Regions from separate parts of the Mus musculus genome. Here region 1 is linked to region 2. The links are chromatin contacts, called in public ChIA-PET maps. All regions are on one chromosome and are shown on one strand. Each heading gives the region's core, a stretch centred on a gene start, on an enhancer-like site or on the middle of the called end of the contact. The rest is flanking DNA. Distances are from core to core; before and after follow the strand shown. Region 1 holds the start of Tmem123 (transmembrane protein 123). Region 2 has its middle 15 kb from the start of Gm31639.

The links. ChIA-PET counts read pairs in DNA pulled down with a chosen protein or histone mark.
Region 1: a contact with region 2 is called in an RNA polymerase II ChIA-PET map of effector CD8 T cells, with 7 read pairs. The contact joins the promoter of Tmem123 here to the enhancer-like site in region 2. A contact is called at or near these places in 4 of 39 promoter capture datasets (the C10 cell line, hippocampal neurons and pre-B cells) and 6 of 115 datasets of contacts at active chromatin or transcription factors (astrocytes, bone marrow-derived dendritic cells, effector CD8 T cells and 3 more).

The regions. Positions count from the first base shown.
Region 1 is chr9:7,762,596-7,765,358 of GRCm38.p6, forward strand. Tmem123 (transmembrane protein 123) reads left to right here and starts at 1,482. Exons shown (of 5, transcript NM_133739.2): 1 at 1,482-1,717. The coding sequence starts at 1,627.
Region 2 is chr9:7,238,790-7,241,574 of GRCm38.p6, forward strand. No RefSeq gene overlaps it. Among named protein-coding and RNA genes, the nearest start is that of Gm31639, 15 kb to the right of the region's middle. Within about 2 kb of position 1,417, at least 22 of the 459 cell types and tissues checked have an H3K27ac peak or open chromatin away from gene starts, as enhancers often do. A contact at or near this core is called in effector CD8 T cells and memory CD8 T cells, where this site is marked.

The sequences.
Region 1 (2,763 bases), core at 232-2,731, 520 kb after region 2:
TGGTTGAGACAGGGTCTTACTATGGATGAGCTCATCTTGGAACTCGCTATATAGCTCAGATTAGCCTTGAATTTTCAGCAATCCTCCTGCCTCTGTCTCCTAAGTACTGGAATTACAGTTTTTCGCTACTACACCAGCTAGGGAACTGTGTAAACATGTAAGGTTAGATTACATCAGTATTCTTGAAACATTTCTTCTTGGGAAGTCAAAGGTAATGCCAGCAACTGACCTGGTGTCTGTTGAAGGCCCCTGGTCTCAGGCCACTTTCATGAGGCACTTATTTCACTGTTGAGATCCCTGTTCTTCTAGCTCAGTCGCTTCTCCAATACCCCGCCTCTTTAAATCACCACACTGAGCACTGGGTTCCAAAAACTGGAGTCAGGGCAAGCATTCATTCTGAATACAGAATGATCCTTCCTAGTCCATGCCTGGAAGCACTTGGCTAGATTCTTCAGAAATAGAACCATCAAATCCTAAACACACAGCTGTTTTTTAAAGCCCGTGGTAGATGCTGGTATTTTCAGGTTGGCTGGTTGCAGTTTCATATGTCTTGTAAATGTAGAGAAAACGGGCCTAATTAATCCATGATCATCACACATCTATAACAAAGAAGCTTTGTGGAAGTCGAAAAGTATTTTTCATAACAAAGTTTTAGGCTTATCTTTGAAATGCCCTGGATCAGGTGTTAGAGAGCTGCAATACCCTGTGGAAGCTGTGTCCATCTTCCACGTTAGTTGAGTGATGTGTACTAGACACATAATTTTAGAATTCTGAGTGGAATCAAAATGCAGCATTGGCCCTAGGGCTTACGAGGGATTTTGCCAAAAAACTAGACTACAACAGGCTGTTTTTGAGTCGGGACAGCGAACTCTAGAAGACAGGGATCTAGGTTATAGGTGCTAAGTTTCCAACTGGTCTGCAAACTGCACCGCCCACTCTACATGTTTTTCCAGTTGTAGAAAAAAGGAGGCACAAGTGGAGTACCAAGATCATGACGGTTACTTTGAAACTTTTTTGAGTCTGACTTTCCTTCACTCCTCTGAGAGGCTGCAATCATCCAGTCTGTGACTCCCTCTCTTACTCCGCGCCGCAACCATGCCAATCCCACCCGAAAACTTCTAAATAAAGCCTGTCTTCAGGAAGTCCTGGTAGACGACTACCCCTTGAAAGTCAGAGATAGAGCCACAGCTGTCGTAGCACTTAGTCCGGACCACGCCACTCCCAAAACCACGACCTCATCCGCCTCCGAGAGCCCCGCCTCTTATCCGCTCCTCAGTACTGTTCAGAGAGCCACGCCCCTCCCGTCTGAGGCCTGTCCCCCTTGCCCCGCCTCTGTAAGCCACGCCCTCTCCCGGCTCTCCTCTTTTCTCAGAGCCACTCCCTCTCTTGGCCCTGCAGCTCTTCCCCGCCCTGCCTCCTGTGGGCCACGCCCCTCCTGACTTTGCCGACCACGCCCTGGCCCCGCCCCAGGCCGCCTGGCCTATCCCTATTTGGTCACTGGGGGGACTGGCGGCGGCGTCTGCAGGGGAGCGGTAAGGGCGGAAGGGGACGCGGAGCGGTCGCGTGCGCGGAGAGCAGCTCTGGGCGCCGGGCGGTTGCTGCGGGCGCTCAGGGGCCCTGGGAACAATGGCGCTGTGCGCGCGGGCCGCGCTGCTGCTGGGCGTGCTGCAGGTGCTGGCGCTGCTAGGGGCGGCGCAGGACCCGACCGACGCTCAGGGTAAGTTGGCAGGCGCAGAGGAAGCGCACTGCGGCGGCCTGCCTCTCCATGTTCGGCGTCCGCGTGGAAAGTTCCACGCGTCCACGGTAGACTCCCACCCCAACCTCATTTCCCTCTTCGCCCGCGGGCCACCTGCGGAGCGAGACTCCGTCTCTCCCCTGCTTGGGGACGGCAAGCCGGCGTGGTGTGCAGAACTTGCTGAGTTTCCCTGGGATGGCCCTTCAGCCGAAGACTCAAGTTGGTCCTCTTCACTGTAGTTCTGTGGCTGGTAGCAAGACCTGTAGATTGAAATTTGTTCGCTAACTGCCGCAAAAACAGGTCTGATTGTCTACCCACACAGCTTCCTGCTGAAGGTACTCCCAGAATTCAAGTTGGATTCCAGGGCCAGTTCGGCTGAGTGGGAACCTTGGGTGTACGCGCCTTGTTCCCCTGCGCAGATGAGGCTTGTGCTCGGACTGTAGTCACTACTGCTGCATACGCAGCAGCCTTGAGGTCCCTGTGGTCCAGAGCCTACGACGTCATCATTAAGGTCATAACAAGATGATGTTGACAGCCTTCTGTGTTGGGGATTTTGTTTCTCTTCGAAACCTTGACGTTTTGAACACTTTGAGAAGAACTCTGAGTTTGTGAAAATTCTATTGTCCCTTGTCATCTACTAGAGTCCAGTCGCTAGGGAAATAGTAAACTAGGATAAGAAACTTTAAATGACCAAAGTCTTTGTGATTTTCAGCTCAGTCATCTGTTGTGTTTTTCAGTCTCATCTATGAAGGGATAACCAGTGAGTTTACTTAAGCAGATGATTTAGGCCCAACACCTGCTTTGGCTGGAATAATCTGGGTGAATTAAACAACCCTATTTCTGTTGTGCTGAATTTCACTGTGTTTTGTAGAGTCAGGATCTCTTGTATCCATGAAGCCCTAACTGGCTTTGAACTCCCTATGTGGCTGAAGATAACCTTGAACTTCTGATATGCCTAACTCTACTTCGGGGATTACAGGGCTTCTTCACTTCGATTGGTTATGTTTTATGTTTGCTCTTTTGACTTG
Region 2 (2,785 bases), core at 167-2,666:
CACACACAGTGACACACACAGTAACACACACAGTGACACACATGCAATGACACACACAGTGACACACAGTAACACATGCAGTGACACACAGTGACACACACGCAGTAATACAAGCAGTAACAGAAGTAGTAACACACACCAGGTAACACACAAAGTAACACAAAGTAACACACTCACTGTAATGCACACATGGTAAAGCACATGTGGTAATGCACACAAGGTAACATACATGCACACACAGTAACACACAAGCCTCTCAGTTGCTTTCTGCACTCCTTTCCAATGGAGCGCTCTAGCTCGGCCTGTGGAGCTTTTTCATAAGCACTATAAACATTGAAATCTCAAGTGTAGCTTTTCTTACTTCTATAATCACAGAAAATTCATTTCAGAAACAAGAGGGAAAAAGAGAATTTTTTTTCAATGTTCTCTCCTAGGAAAAATATTCGAGTTTGGTGAGAACTGTCCTGTATAATTAGTGGACAAAGTTAGTGATTTGATTAAGTATTGCAAATGAAAACAGCCCAACTCTTTCTTTAGAGAGGCAGAAGTGGAAGGATCTTCCCGGAAGAGCCCTGGGGTCTCACTAAGTATATTCTTCCTAGATAATTACTAGGATTTCAAAAAGGAAGACACAAAGTTGAAGGGACTTGTACATTTGGAAAGAGTTTATATTTTAGGGGGGAAAGGTTAAGAAACAATTCCAGCTCTAGCTTTAGAAACCCAACCATGTACCACACAGACCTCAGCAATTTTCTCTACAAGCCAGCTCACACCACATTGAGGTGTCAGCCTCCCCTCCCTCTTAACAAGACCAGCGGAAGCACTTCTCTCCTCTCCTCAAGCATTTTAATCTGGCTCAAGTGATGTTAGTATGATACTCCAGAACAATCTCCTGTTTTGCACTTATCCTTTGGAAAAGTCCTGTACAGAGCTGAAGATATTACTCAGCAGTTAAAGGCATGCATTTCTCCTGTAGAAGACCCAAGTTCAGTTACCAGGGTTCACTTTAGGCAGCTCATAGCTGTCTGGGACTTTAGCTACCTTGTGTGGCTATCTCAGACACCCATGCCCATATGTCCCTGCACCTCTCTCTCTCTCTCTCTCTCTCTCTCTCTGTGTGTGTGTGTGTGTGTGTGTGTGTGTGTGTGTGTGTGTGCACATGCACATTAAGTAAAATCTCTTAAAAACTTCTTGTGAGATATCTGTATCTGTCTAGCACCCATAGGTAACAACAAGAAGGGGAAAACCATCTCTTTGCTAGTCTGCACAAACACATCAAACTTTCTGGATAAGGGGGTTTGCCCTAGTTACTAAGTTTTGGATATCCCAGCATTGCAGACAAGTTTCCCAGCAGGTCATCTTTTGACTAATTTGATTATTATACCCACTTCCTGCTGTAAAGGTACTTCCTACCACAGCCCAGAAAACCTACTAGTTCCTGTGTATGTGACTCACCTGCCTCTTCCTTTTACTCATTCTCTTCTTAGCCTTGCTTGAATTTCTTCCTTATGTTTCTTCTTTATGGTATTTCCTTTCTTGTTTCGAAACACTCATTAAAATCCCTGTCAGACTCCCCGGTCAACCCTGCCTTGCTCTTCATGGACTCCCTGTCAAACCTCCCTCTATCAATTAGAATTAGATAGAATAAATTAGACATTAAATGTAAGCTGATCTTGATTCTGCTTCTAGTAGAGAGTTTGAGCCTGGAATATGGCTTAGAAGTTATCCAGGGTAGTTACTTCATTTTTCTAAAAGAAAACAGATGTAGAGAAGCTACCCCAGATGAAGAACTCCCATTTCCTGGCTCCAGTTGATTCCTTTCTACATTCTATCTCTTTAACAGCCCAGTTATTTTAATCTGGCTAAAATGGCTCAATCCAACCAGCTGTGAGCTAAGGTTAGAACTCCTGACTCTCATCTTCCAGTCAGTGTTGATACTGGGAAGTTATTTTATCACTGTAAGCTTTGCTTTCTCCAGTATGGTATAGTGAGAATGGTCACCTCATGATATGATTATGAGACTCCACCAAGATGATCTCTGTACCTGATATGTGATGTGGTCCTAATATTAATGGTGCTATGGATGGCAATGAATGTGGGCAAGAGCAAACTAACTTGGTACTCAATTGTCCTTGTTTCTCTCTATCAGTCTCTGGTTCTCCACTTGCATCCCTCAACTTCCTGCTCTTCCTTCTGATGCCTTCACAAAAGGCACTTTGCATTCTGACTTTGGCCTAAGGTATGAAGGTCCAAAACAATGGAACTGGTAATGTTAGAGTTAGCCTCAGAGAAGAAGAGTTGCTATGGCCTGCCTGTTTGAGATTACATTATGAAACTTGATCCTTCCTTTCAGAGAAAAAGAAGTTTTGTAGTTAGAGCTAAACTACAGAGGTTAAACTATAATTAAGTCCCAAGGTGTTAGGGGCCTTGAAGTGAAATTGGTTGGAGGAGGAAGAGCTAAGCCTGGACTTAAAGATCAGGGAAGATGTTTATTGATAGGGACTGAGACCTGAAGTCTCATGAAGTGGAGAAGGGGAAAGTTCATACTTAGACAGTAGTTATTTCAAAGAGTAGTATGACTGATAGCATAATGTCACCATGGACTTTTCTGTTTTGTTTTGTTGTGTTGTGTTGTGTTTTGTTTTGTTTAAGAAAGAGCTTCATTATGTAACCCAAGTTGGAAAAGGCAGTCCTGAAATAGAATTTGAACAATATATCAGTTATCCAGAAATAAAATGTTAGCGAGTACACCCAAGGCAGGGGAAAGAGCACACACACGCACACA